Linked DNA regions of Sus scrofa: region 2 is linked to region 1. Evidence: chromatin contacts called from public HiChIP or PLAC-seq data. All regions are on one chromosome and are shown on one strand. The core of a region is the stretch at or near the end of the contact, and the rest is flanking DNA. Distances in the headings are between cores, read along the strand shown.

Region 1 (6,782 bases), core at 1,308-3,807:
TAAGGGCGATGAGGAGAAGAAGGAAAAACCCCCGAAAAACTCAGAAACAAAACAAAAACCATTCTTTTCTTTGCAGTTCCCTTTTCTCCACTTTCCACATCAATTAAACTTATTTCAGAATACACTCGCACGCAGGCACAGACCCCACTGAATATCTAAAACGACCTCAAAAATACGGGATGCACATTAACAGCTCAGACTTTGCAGAAATCATCTCAAGTCTTCCTCTTCAAGACAGAAATACCGCGCTATTTCCAGCATCCCTATCAAACAGGCAAACTTTATTTTCCCTGGCTTTTACATCTAAACTCTACCACAAGAAGGAAGGGGAATTTTTCTGCTGATGAAAACCCTGGGACAGGTTTCTCAGCATACCCCGAAAGTATATTTTTTTATTCACCCTTCTGTCTCTCTCCGCCACCATTAACCCCCCGAAAGAAGCCGAAAACACGCCAAAGTGCCCCGAATGTGTGCTGCTGCTGGCTCTGAAGCCGTGTAGAATTTCGTAATGGAATGTGAACTGCTCGTCCGGATCTGGGCTCACGTTCTATCTTCTAACCAGTAAGGAGCGAGGGAGGGCAAAATCTGCTGAGCAAGGAGAAATACTTTCCTCCTCTTTTATAACCCATCACGGATGCACCGCGGACGCTGGACGCGAGCTGCACGCGGCGCCTGTCAACCCGCCCGTCCTCCGGCCGGTCCCCGCGCCCCTCCTCGCCCCCCCCACCCGACCCCGCCGGAAAAAGAAGTGGCCCCGCCGAGAAGAGGGCTCGGCCGCCGCGCCCCGCACTCACGCGCCTCCCGGGCCCCGCGGGCGGCGGGGAGCGAGTCCCCACATCCTGGACGCGACCCTCGGTCCCGTCCAGAAAACACGCCGCTTCCAGGGAGGGGGCCGGCGACGGGAAGGACCTCCCCTGCTCCTTAGCAACCATTAAGGTCGCAGTTTCCTAAGAGACCGCGAGCAAGGAGGGGGCGCGGGGGGCCGGGCCGAGACCGGGGTTGGGGGGGGCGCACGGGGTCCCCAGCCCTCGACACTGCCGCCCCCCGCCCCTGCTCGGCGCTGCCGGCCGGGATGGGAGGAGGCAGGGAAGCCCCACAACTTGCGAAAAATTGGTCCAGCGGGCGGCGGACAAAAGTTTCCGAGCGCGCTCCACAGCTGGGCGGCGAAGCGGGCCCCGGCGGCCGGCCCCGCCTCGGATGCTCCCGGCCTCCTTCCTGTGCTCGTGACGGCGCCGGGCGCCGAGGTCCCCCCCCCCCTCCCGCGATGCAGGCTCCGCTCCACACCGATAGCTCCCACGAAAACACGTACACCGTCAACGGAAGGGCAAGGAAACAATACGCGCGGACGCGGCCCCCGCCCCGGCCCCTCCTCGCCCGGTCACCCGGGGGCGGTGGTCGGCGTGACCACCAGCCACGAGCTGGGAACGGCCAGGGCGCAGGGCTGCCCGCGGCCCCCCTCCGGGCCGGCGCCGTCCGCCGGGGAGGATCAAAGTCCGCAGAGCAGGGCGCGGCGGATGCTCCCACCGCGCGGCCCCTGCGAGCACCCCCGAGCCAGCACCCCAGGCGGGCACCCCGAGCGGGCACCCCCGGATACCTTGCGGCGGCGGGCGGGCGCCGTCATCTCCGTGCTCCTCGGCCCGAGAGGGACTCGAAAGTATGTAGGAGAAAAGTTTCCCCTCCCACATGGGGGGGAGGATGTCGGGGGAGAGAGGGCGGAAGATGGAGAGCAGCGCTGGGAAGATGTTTCTGGCCCGCGGTGCGCGCACCATCCGAGTCCCGGCGGTGCTGGTTAAAAATAAATTGCTCGGCGGGCGCGGCGGCGCGGGTCGGGCCGGATTCCTGCGCTCGGACGGCTAATATGGATGCGCATCAGATCCTGGCGGCGCGGCGCAGCGGCAGCCCAGGCTGCTCGCTCTGGGAGCTGGTTGGCAGAGCCGGCAGCTCGGGAAGGGGAAAAGGAGCGGAGGAAGGGGAGGAGGAGGAGGAGGAGGGGGAGGAGGAGGAGGAGGAGCGGCCCGGCGCGCAGCCCGAGGGGAGAGGGCTGCCCAGCTCATCCCGGGCCGGCCCCACTGTCCCGAGCGCACGTAGCGCGGCGTGGGGCGCTCGGGTCCACGGCTCCGGGAAACGCTGAGTTTAAAAAGTACAACGCGCACTGCAGACTTCACCCTCCCCATCCCCAAAAGTTCTTTAAAAGGTCGCTCCCGCTCAGCCCCAGACATCTCGCTGCCACCCAAGGACCGCGAGCCCGAACCCGGGGCGCGTACTCACGGCGGGGCAGGGCGCTTGGCTCCCAGGCATGATGCAGTAGGGACCGGTGGGCTTCGGGGAGAGAACGAGGAGAGATGCAAACTTGTTCCGGAAAAGGAATCAAAATGGCGTTTCTGGATGTGCAAAGTTCATCAACTCCGCAGTCACTTCCCCTCCTCCTCTTCTCCCACAGGGAGGGAGGTGGGCGACGAGCTGGCGACCCCGGCGCCCCAGTCGTCGTCCCGGCCCCCGCCTCGGCCCCCCGCCCCGCTTCCTCGCCCGCACGCTCGGAGACTCGCTCTCCCCCTCTCACCCTGATAAGTAGACACATCACGTGTTGCTCCTGCGAGTCTCCTGGGGACGTGTTACAGAGCGGCGGCGGCCGCGGCGGCGGCGTTCGGCCTGGGGGTGGGGGGGGACCGCGGTACCCGCCGGTCCCCACCGCAGCCCCCGCCCCGATTTTAGCCGGATGACCGCCGTTTCCATCCCGGGATGGATGGAGGTGCAGTCCCCCACCCCACCCCCACCGCAGCCCCAGGTTTGCCCCACGCCCTCCGCAGGCGCCCCGGGCCAGGGAGGGCCGAGCCGCCGGGGGGTGGGGGGGAGGTCTCGGCGGCCACAGCTGAGCGGGATCCCGACCCGCCCAGCGACCGCCCGCCTGCTACGGTCTTGGACCACCGCGCCCCCCTCCCCTCTAGGCCCTCACTGCGGGCGACTCTCCGCCCCCCGGCTTTCCATCACTTTACTTCGTGGCTGTTTCACTATTTTAACCAAGGAGGGGGAAAGGCAGTGGTGCCTGGGAGGCGCGGAAGGGGCGCCTCGGAGGCCGGGAGGGGGTGCATTGGGGGTGGGGGGGTCCTGGCCGGGCGCCGCCCCTCTTCCTCTCGGAAGCCGATGGGTCGGTGATCCCCACCCGCGCGGTTCCCGCTCCACGCGGTCCTGGCCCTGCATCCAGGTGGGACGAGTAGATTGATGGGGCAGCAGATTAAGGAACTGGCGCTTCACCCCGCCCCCAACTTCGGGCCGTTTCTCTCCCGGGGCCCGGTCCTTCTAGCTCTGGGGCTGCTGCCCGGGGAAGCGTGTTCTCAGTACAGCAAATTCAGTACTCGCTCGGCTTTTGTCACCTTCCCGTCCCCACACTCCACAAGTGATGCTTAAGCGGAGGCTACGTTGCCCCCAAGGGGCCGCCACTGTGTCCCCACCCCACAATGGCAGGGCTGATGCTGTGTCATCCACGTCGCCCTCCGGGGCATCAGGGAAGCCACATGCAATATCTCTTTCTCTCAGAGGGCTCCTGTTTCAACTCTGAAAAGCAGGGGCCCTCCTCCGAGCTGCTCTCCATCTCCGCGGCTCCAGCCACCACGCTGAGCCCTGGCCGGGGCGGCCCAAGTTATCACCGAGCGCAGAGACACCAGGCCTGGGCTGTGCTTCCTCCATAAAGCAGCTGACATGTTTCCAACTGTTAATACTTTTCCTACCGAGCTTCTGAAAGGGGCCTGTTGTCAGCCTTTGGAACATCTTCTGACAGATAAGGGTGACTGTGGTTGTGCAAAACAAACGCCACACACTCCCCAAATTCTAAAGATGACTCTCAGCTCTGGCGGAGAAGACTGCTGCGGCAAGAGGCGTTTGAGACTTGTTAAACAGGACGGTGTTATACATACAGAGAGCTGGCTACTATCTATTTACTGTGACCTTTGACCCTGTTCCACGCCAGCTCCTCTGAATGCACTTGCACACCATACACAATTGTAAGCCCAATCACGGGCCTTTAATTTGCAGCACTCAGTGGAACTCTGGTTTTCAGGGCTGCAGACAGAAGTGTCTACCTAGGAATGGTCTGAATGGATGGGTTCTGGCCAAGAAAGAACTCTCTAGAACCACGCAAAAGCAGTTTGGACCCTTACCTCCTGACTTGAGATAATCAGCTGTGCAAGAGGGAACGGATTCAGCTGGCTGTGTCTCTGACGTCCAGAGTCATCAAAATGAAGTTTTCAGAACCTGTTGTGTTTCCCAGGGTCTGCTGTTTACTGAGGAAAACCCAACCCAGAGAAACTTCAGCAGTTGCATTTTTCTGAGCCTCCCCCCGGCCCCCACCCCACGGCCCTATTCAGGAGTCACCTTTCCTGGTCTCCCCGTTCCGTGGTAGGTTTTGAGTAGGAACCGTAGCAAAGTTGGGATTTTGCTGGTAATTTAGTTTATTCCATAAGATACATTTGAACCTGCAAATGTCCATGGATTTTCAGGAAAAAATCCCCTTTATAATGTCACCTTGTCATACTGGCAACTGAAAAGAGAGAAGATAGTCTAAAGTAACTTTGGAAAGTTGAATTCTGGAAGTTCCCGCTGCGGCTCAGCAGGTTACACACCTGACTAGTATCCATGAGGGTGCAGGTTTGATTCCTGGCCTCGCTCAGTGGGTTAAAGACCCAGTGTTGCCATGAGCTGTGGCGGAGGTCACAGACTTGGCTTGGATCCCATGTTGCTGTGGCTGTGGCAGAGGCTGCAGCTGATTTGACCCCTAGCCTGGGAACTTCCATATGCTGCAGGTGTGGCCCCAAGAGGCAAAAAAAAAAAAAAAAAATCTAATGATACTGAGCTCTCTGTTCAACTTCTCTAGCTCATTCATAAACTTGGAAGTCAAATGGCCCATCCAAAGGTCTGTTCATATTATGTATAAATATCATTGATCCAACAAATATCTATTGAACATCTAATAGGTAAAAAGACACATGCTATTAAAACCACAATGAGATGCCACTTCACACCCACTAGGACAGCTGTAACTAAAAAGACAGATAAGGAGTTCCCACTGTGGCACAATGGGTTAAGAATCCAACAGCTCAGGTCTCTACAGAGGTGGCGCAGGTTCGATCCTCCACCCAGTGCAGTGGGTTAAAGGATCTGGCATTGCCATAGCTGTGGCTAGGACTCAATCCCTGGCCCAGGAACTTCCATATGTTGTGGGGTAGCCAAAAAGGAAAAAAAAAAAATTATAAAAGGACAGATAATAATAAGTGTCATTTAAGAAGTAGAGAAATGGAACCCTCGCACAGTGCTAGTGGGAAGGTAAAGGGCTACAGCCACGTTTTATTGTTTTTTGGTTTTTTTTTTTTTGGCCATGCCCACAGTACGCAGCCCCAGGGACTGAACTGGTGCCACAGCAGCAGCCCAAACCACAGCAATGACAATGCCAGATCCATAGCCTGCTGAGCCACCACGGAACTCCATATAGCCACTTTTAAAAACAGCTTGGCAGCTCCTCAAAATGTCAAGCATAGAGTTACTATCTGACTCAGCCATTCCATTCCTAGGGCATACACAAAAAATGAAAACATATGTCCATACGGGAACTTGTATGAGATTGTTCATAAGAGCATTCTCTATAATAGCTAAAAAGTAGAAACAACCCAAATACCCATCAATTGATGAGTGGATAAACAAAATTTGGCACATGCAAACATGGAATATTATACAACCGTAAAAAGGAATGAAGGTCATACTACAACATGGATCAACTGTGATATGCCAGACTCAAAAGGTCAAATATTATTCTGATTCTGTTTATATGAAATATCCAGAACAGGCAAATCTATAGAGCCAGAAAGTAGATGGTTACTTAGGTCTGGGGGTTTGAGGATTTGGAGGGACTCAGAGATTGATTGCTAATTTGTATGAGATTTCTTTTTGGGGTGATAAAAATGTTCTAAAATTGAAGTGATGATTGAACAACTCTGAATATACCAAAGCCATCAAACTGTATGCTTTTATTTTTTATTTTACATTTATTTTTTTTTTTAGGGCTGCTAGTGCAGCATGCGGAGGTTCCCAGACTAGGAGTTGAATCAGCGCTGCTGCTGCCGGCCTACACCACAGCCACAGAAATACTGAATCTGAGATGTGTCTGCGACCTACACTGCAGCTCACGGCAACACCAGATCCTTAACCCAGGAAGGATCAAACCTGCATTCTCATGGATACTAGTTGGGCTCATTTCTGCTAAGCCATGACAGGAACTCCTGAACTGTATGCATTTACTTACTTATTTATTTATTTATTTATTTATTTTTGTCTTTTTGCCTTTTCTAGGGCCACTCCCGGGGCATATGGAGATTCCCAGGCTAGGGGTCTAATCGGAGCTGGAGTTGCCGGCCTACGCCAGAGCCACAGCAACTGAGGATCCGAGCCGAGTCTGCGACCTACACCACATCTCACAGCAACGGTGGATCCTTAACCCACTGAGCAAGGCCAGGGATTGAACCTGCAACCTCATGGTTCCTAGTCAGATTTGTTAACCACTGCGCCACGATGGGAACTCCTGAACTGTATGCTTTTATGGGGTGAATTTATAGTATGTAAGTTACATCTCAGTGAAGTTTATATACATATATGTGTACATATATACAAAATTGATTACAGTGATGATAGAATAACACACTCCCACACGCACATACACATGCATATGGTCGTGCTAGGTTCTATAGTGGAGAAGTGATACAAAAAACGAATAATTTCTGGGAGTTCCTGTTCTGGCT
Region 2 (6,782 bases), core at 1,149-3,648, 48 kb after region 1:
CCTGCCCACACCACAGCCATGGCCGCGGGACCGGAGGAGCTTCTGCAACCTACACCCTGGGGAGGTGTAGCCTTAACTCACTGAGCAAGGCCAGGGATCCAACCCACATCCTCATGGATACTAGTCAGGTTCTTAACCCACTATGCCGCAACAGGAACTCCCCAAGCCCATCACTTAAAATCTGCATACTCCCTCCCGAATCACATGCTTGGGGTGTGAGATGCCACTAGGCTCCAGACGGAACTAACTGGGCTGCTCTCACTTCTTCTGCTTTGAGGAGGGCTGGGTTTGGGGCTTTTTTTTTCCATTTGTTTTTTCTTCTCCTTTTAATAAAGGCCTCTTCGTGTTTGTTCCTCAGGCCTGCCCAAATACAAAACTGTCAGCGTCCCCCTGGCCCCTTCCAACCCTGAGACAGCAACTTCGAGCCTTTGTATCCACTAAGTGAGCGTTGGCTAGGAACTCTGCTGAATTTATGGCAACCGGGGCCTGCAGTGGTGGACTCAAACGCTAAGGCAAAAACGTGGATTTAGGTTCTCTGAAATGTACAACAACAAACACGAGCAGGGCAAAACCCCACCTTCTCTCCAGCTTTCCCTTCCCGTCGTGGTTCAGTAATTAGAAAAGTTAATCCACCCCCGAGTGCAACTGCTCGGCCACGCTCACCTAGAGCCCTCACTGCATCATCGCATCCAAGCCAAACTCGGTTACTGAGGCAACTAAGTTTTTCTACCCAAAGGGTCACCGGGAAACACATCCCTCGGGAACCCCTGGTAACCATCCGCCGATAATGCTGGGGAACCACAACAGCAAGAGGCTGGCGCGGCCGCGCGGCCGGCCCTGGGGGAGGGGGTGCGTGGGGGTGCGCAGCGTCCAGTTACATTCCTGACCCACTTTCGCATCCCCTCCCGCCCCCTCCTGCTGCTCCTCCTCCCGGCCGGCCGCGAGGGCACCCGCGCTCGGAGAACCACCCGCGAGCCATCCCCAGGCCGCCGCGGGCGGGGTGCGCCGGGCGCCGGGCTCCGCGGGGGACCGAGGGGGAGGGGGAGGCGACGGAGGAGGCGGGAGCCCGCCCCCGCCCCCACCCCGGCTTCCCCTGCGCGGCCCCTCCCCCGTCACATGGGCTCGCGAGCACCTGTTGGCGACCTCAGCCCCTGGCGGAGCCCCTCCCGCCTCCCGGGCGAAAGCCCCAGCGGGAGGGGATGGGACCCCTGCCCGCGTGTCGCTCTGCACACCCCGCTTCGCCAGGCAGGGCGCGGGGGCCGGTGGGCGACCCCTGCCCAGCTGCTCGGCTTTGCAAACTGCAAAAGCGCCGCGGCCGCGAGGCGACCGGGCGGAGGGGATCCTGCCCCCACCCCAACCCCGCTCCCCCGCCTCCCCCGGGCGGCACGGGGAGGTGGGGTGCGCCCGCCCCCTGCCCGACTCCGCTGGAAACCTGGGCTCCTCGCGGGCGCCGGGAGGGGCTGCTGCCGAGTCCGGGCCGGGGCGGCGGGGGCGAGGGCAGGTAGCGGGTGAGGACGGGCGGGGTGTGTGTTCCGAGCCGCCGAGTCCAGGAAGGGGGCGGGAAGCTGCCGTCTCAGCTGCAACTTCTGAGCGAGCAAAGCAACTCAGCAACTTTGCCTGCGCCGCGCCCCTCCCCCGCGCCGCCGGCCGGGCCGGGGGCTGCGCTGCGCCTGGGGCCCCGGCGCCGGGCCCGGCGGGGAGCGGACCGGGTGCGGGCGAGCGGGCTGGGGCAGGCCGCCCGGGGCGTGGGGGAGGGCTTGGGGGCGCCTCTACGCGCCCCGCGGCTGGGGAGCGCCGCCCGGGTCCCCGCGCCGGGCACGCCCCCCGCCGCCCCCACCGGGCCGGCCGCGCCCGCCGCCCGGCTCCGCGCGGGGAAGGGGGCGGAGGATGGCGGCGGAGCCATGGAAACTGCCGGGTGGATAGAGAAGGAGAGGGCCGCGCGGGCCATCCCGGGCTGCCCGCGTCGCAGCGGCTGCGGATGCGGCGTCCCGGGGAGCGCGGCCGAGCTCGCACAAGTGTCCCTCCGGCCCCGAGGGAGGCCGGCGGTGGAGAGCGGCCCCGGGAGGGGTGGGGGGCGGAGGCGAGGGTGATGGTGACCCGGGCCTCCCGGGGTCAGTGGCCGTTCGTTCCGGTCCCGAGGACCGGCTCGAGGCCCTGCGGGGTCCTGCCAGCCCGAAGGCCAGGGGAAAGCCCCAGATGTGCGTCCAGAGAGCCTTTCAGAGGGGCCAAACCTGCGCATGCGGGGCAGGTGGGGCGCCTGGGCCAGCCTGGGGTGGGACACGCGGGCCCCAAAGCCCTGCGGGCTGACTTGGCCGGGCCCTCGCAGTTATGCACCGGGAGCCTGCCGAGCCCGGCCTTCGGCCGCACCCATTCTCTGGAAGCTGATCTGGGAACCCTGCAACCTCCCCCACCGACACTCACAGACTTCATCTGACTCACTGTGGAGTTACTGATGCTTTACGCCCAAGCCTGTTGCTTGGAAAGTGCTAGGGATTTTAATGGTGGCGTTATGAAATTGAGTCACTTCTGGGTGTGGGGCTCTTGAGAGGCAAAGGGGTTGTTTCAAGTGAAAGTTATACTACCTACTACCGGCGTGGAGCAGGCTGTTAACCGGCTGAATGATTTAATTGCGTGACATCTTCGTTTAAAGAGATTTGCATGCTCACTGAGGACAGCTGGACAGTTAGGCGATGATGTAGACCTGGAACTTACTTTTTTAAAAAGGTGACTTTTTGGTGTTTTGCACCCCAAAACGAGTGACCGGTACAGTGGTCCCTTGTTACCATGGAGATTGGTTCCAGGAACTCCAGGCAGATACCAAAATCCAGGGACGCTGGAGACTCCTATTACATGGTGTAGTGTTGCCATATGGCCTGTGCGCATCTCCCCTGTCCTTTAAATCAGCTCTAGGCTACTTACAACACCCAATGGAACACGAATAAGTGTAAACACATTAACTGCTTTATAGAGAGTTGCTGGCCTTTAGCAAATGAAAGTTTTAAAACTTTCCAGAATCTTTTTCAAATCTTTTTTATTCAAGCTTGGTTGAATCTGCAGGTTACAGGAAGGGCCAACTACGTATTTCTTTCTTTCTTTTTTTTTTTTTTGTCTTTTCTAGGGCCGCACCCGCGGCATATGGAGGTTCCCAGGCTAGGGGTCGAATCGGAGCTGTAGCTGCCGGGCTGCACCACAGCCACAGCAACGCCAGATCCACTCATGTCTGTGACCCACACCACAGCTCAGGGCAACGCCGGATCGTTAACCCACTGAGCAAGGGCAGGGACCGAACCGGCAACCTCATGGTTCCTCGTCGGATTCGTTTCCGCTGCGCCACAATGGGAACTCCTCTTCTCTCTCTTTTTTTTTTTTTTTTTGGCTCTTTAGGGCCACACCTGTGGCACATGGAAGTTCCCAGGCTAGGGGTCAAATCCAAGATGTAGCTGCCTGCCTACACCACAGCCACAGCATCGCCAGATCGGAGCTGAGTCTGCCCCCTATACCGAAGCTCTTGGCAATGCTGGATTGTTAACCCATGGAGCCAGGAGAGGGATCGAACCCGCATCCTCAAGGATACTAGTCGGATTTGTTTCCTCTGCGCCACAACAGGAACTCCCTGTATTTCTTTTTTTAACTTCAAAAGTTCTTTAGGCGTGGTGATGATCATAGGTGATGTTTGAAAAACAGTCCTGCGGTCATACACTACATTTCACTGACTCCAAGATGCGTGTATTTCCCCATCTCTAATGTCTTATTTGATGGCATCCTTGAGCCCTAGTTTAATTGGCAGCGTTTTTCTTAGGGGGACATGAAATAAGGAAGTTGGAGAGATGCTGAGTTAAGTTTATTTCGTTATACCACAAAGACATGCAACACATAGCTTTATAGCAAGGCCTTCCAGAGTGTTCTGTGTGCTAAGGTGGTTGCGAATCACCAAGACTAGGTTATGCAGACTTGCCTAAAGGCATCTGTCCAGTCCGGCTTTGTGAGCATTGTGACGGAATTACCACCGTTCCTTTCAGGAACTGCTGCTCTAAGAGTTGTCCCGGATTTGAATACAGTGGAGGGAAATGCACTTCGAAATTGTGCCTGAGTAGAATCAGGAATCTTCAAATGATAAGCTGAATTTAGTTGTCACGACGAAAAAGAGCCCGTTTGAGGAAATAAATCTTTGTAGGCAGAACAGTTCTCATTCAGCTGTAGTAGAAACTGAATCAGGGCCATCTTTAGGGAACTAATTCAGTGAACATTTAATTCATCAGAAAATTCATGTATCTGAACATACAGTTGCTGTTACACTACTTCCTGCATTTTTCTGATTTGTAGACGTTAACAAAAATGCGTTATTTAAATTAGACTGGCACGAAGCTACTAATCAATTTCTCCAAAAAATTCCCCCCCCAAATCATTATGGAAAAAAATTAAAAATAGTGGTGAATACACGAAAGTATACTTTTAATTGTTTTACAAAAGAAGACAAGGGGTCCTGTTATGGCTCAGTGGGTTAGGAACCTGACTAGTATCCATGAGGACACGGGTTTGATTCCTGGCCTCCCTCAGTGGCTTAAGGATCTGGTGTAAGCCGGCAGCTGCAGCCACGATTCGACCCCTAGCCTGGGAACTTCTATATGCTGCAGATTCTGCCCTAAAAACCGAAAAAAAGAAGAAAGAAAGAGGCATTTAAAAATTTCTCAAGAAATGAAACAGCATAATAAGAAAGAAAAAAATGCGTCATTCAATCCCTTAGCAAAGCTTAAAGGCAGGGTCAGATTTCACAAGTGAATATTCTATTGGAATGTTTCAAATAAAATAATAACATTTAACATCTTTTAGTAGGTAACATAACAGGTGTGTTTTCACATCTTAGCCCATTTCCCCACATAGTGGCCCTGCAGTGTCGATGGAGCAGTCACTCACCGTCAGATGGCACACCCAACCACTCAGTCACCTGACACTCGTGGCTCAAGTACCTGCCACGCTCCAGGCACTAGGCTTTGATGGTAGATGAACAGAGAAATTCCTGCTCTGCGGAAGTCAGCATCTGGTCGGAGAGATGGCAAAGTAAATGATTGTAATTCTGTCTGGCATTGAGGCTTGGGAAGCTTAACGACTCCCTTGCGACCAGAGTCGGGATTTGCGGGGTCCGAAGGTTTCCAGCACCCTCATCTCTCCTGTAAGGGATATGCTCTCATCTTTGTCAGAACCTCATGGAAACAGGGTATTCGAAACAAATTAACATAAAATTGAATGTCTTGAGGAGTTCCCGTTGTGGCTCAGTGGTTAAGGCCCCGACTAGGATCCATGAGGATGCAGTTTTTCCGATCCCTGGCCTTGCTCAGTGGGTTGAAGATCGGCCTTGCTGTGAGCTGTGGGGTAGGTGGCAGATCCTGCGTGGCTGTGGCTGTGGTGTAGGCTGGCAGCTACAGATCTGATTTGACCCCTAGCCTGGGAACCTCCATATGCCGCAGGTGCGGCCCTAAAAAGACCAAAAATAGGAGTGGGGAGGGTAAAAAGACTAGAATGAGGGGGGGTTGGTCAGGGAACGAGGGGGTGGGGGTGGGCGCAGGTGGATGGTGCTGGGCTGGTGCAGGCAGCAGCTACAGCTGATAGACCTAGCTGGAACCTCCATATGCCGCGGGAGCGGCCCAAAAATGCAAAAAGACAAAAAAAAAAAAAAAAAAAAAAAAAAAAAGACCAAAAATAAATAAAGTAAAATAAAAGGTGTTGAAGGGTCGAGGAAGAAAGAAATGTAGATTCCTCAGGCTAACCCACTTTTTCAACAGGCTTAGAAACTGAGACATGGAGAAGAAAATGGATTTGCTCTAGGTTATACAGCTATGTAATGACCGAATTAAGATTAGAATCAAGGTGGAGTTCCGGACAGGGCTCAGCGGAAACGAATCGACTCGGGTCCATGAGGATGCAGTTTCAATCCCTGGCCTCGCTCAGTGGGTTAAGGATCCGGCGTTGCTGTGAGCTGTGGTGTACATTGCAGATGCGGCTTGGATCTGGCAGTGCTGTGGCTGTGGTGTAGGCCGGCAGCTGCAGCTCCAATTAGACCCGTAGCCTGGGAACCTCCATGTGCTGTGGGTGTGGCCCTAAAAAGGGCAAAAAAAGATTAGAATCAAGGTCACCTGCCTCCCAGCTCTTTGCCCCATAAGGGGCTGCCCTACAGGAAGAGGTCAAACGCGTTCTCTACTGTCCAACAGTGTGGGCCCATCTCAGTAAAGCCTGGGGTGATTGGTGAATTTGTGATAAAATGTTCCATGACTAAGCACTTATTTAAAGAAATATTTCTAAGAGGAACTGTAAGGGGATTTCAGCTCTGTGAGTTCCTTAAAAACAGCCACTATCCTTAAAAGTTGAAGATGTATTTGATAAAGAGTAAATATGGGACATTTGGGGAAATTTGAACACTGCCTACGTATTAGAGAATATTAAGGAATTCTTGTTACAGGCTTAACCCTGAGTGGATTTCAAAAAAGGAGTTCTTGTCTCTTAGGCATATGTTGTGAAATATTTGCCCTGAAATGATATGATGTCTGGGATTAAAATCCAGTTTAAAAAAAAAATCTAGTTTTTAGAGGGGTGGGGGTGTAGAGGAACCGACTCCAAATCCATGTGGCAAAACGAAGAGGTAGGAATGTGAAAGTTTATTTTTTTTATTTTTTTATATTTTTTTGTCTTTTCTTGAGCTGCACTCATGGCTTATGGAAGTTCCCAGGCTAGGGGTCCAATTGGAGCTGTAGCCGCCAGCCTACACCACAGCCACAGCAATGCAGGAT

What was found. HiChIP or PLAC-seq counts read pairs in DNA pulled down with a chosen protein or histone mark.
Region 2: a contact with region 1 is called in an H3K27ac HiChIP or PLAC-seq map of alveolar macrophages. The contact joins the enhancer-like site here to the promoter of RREB1 in region 1. A contact is called at or near these places in 2 of 5 promoter capture datasets (fetal liver and liver), 6 of 47 Hi-C or Micro-C datasets (embryonic fibroblasts, liver and skeletal muscle) and 2 of 2 datasets of contacts at active chromatin or transcription factors (alveolar macrophages and skeletal muscle).

What each region holds. Positions count from the first base shown.
Region 1 is chr7:4,508,061-4,514,842 of Sscrofa11.1, reverse strand. RREB1 (ras-responsive element-binding protein 1) reads right to left here and starts at 2,557. Exons shown (of 16, transcript XM_005665552.3): 1 at 2,269-2,557.
Region 2 is chr7:4,459,932-4,466,713 of Sscrofa11.1, reverse strand. No RefSeq gene overlaps it. Among named protein-coding and RNA genes, the nearest start is that of RREB1, 49 kb to the left of the region's middle. Within about 2 kb of position 2,398, at least 63 of the 83 cell types and tissues checked have an H3K27ac peak or open chromatin away from gene starts, as enhancers often do. A contact at or near this core is called in alveolar macrophages, embryonic fibroblasts, fetal liver and 2 more, where this site is marked.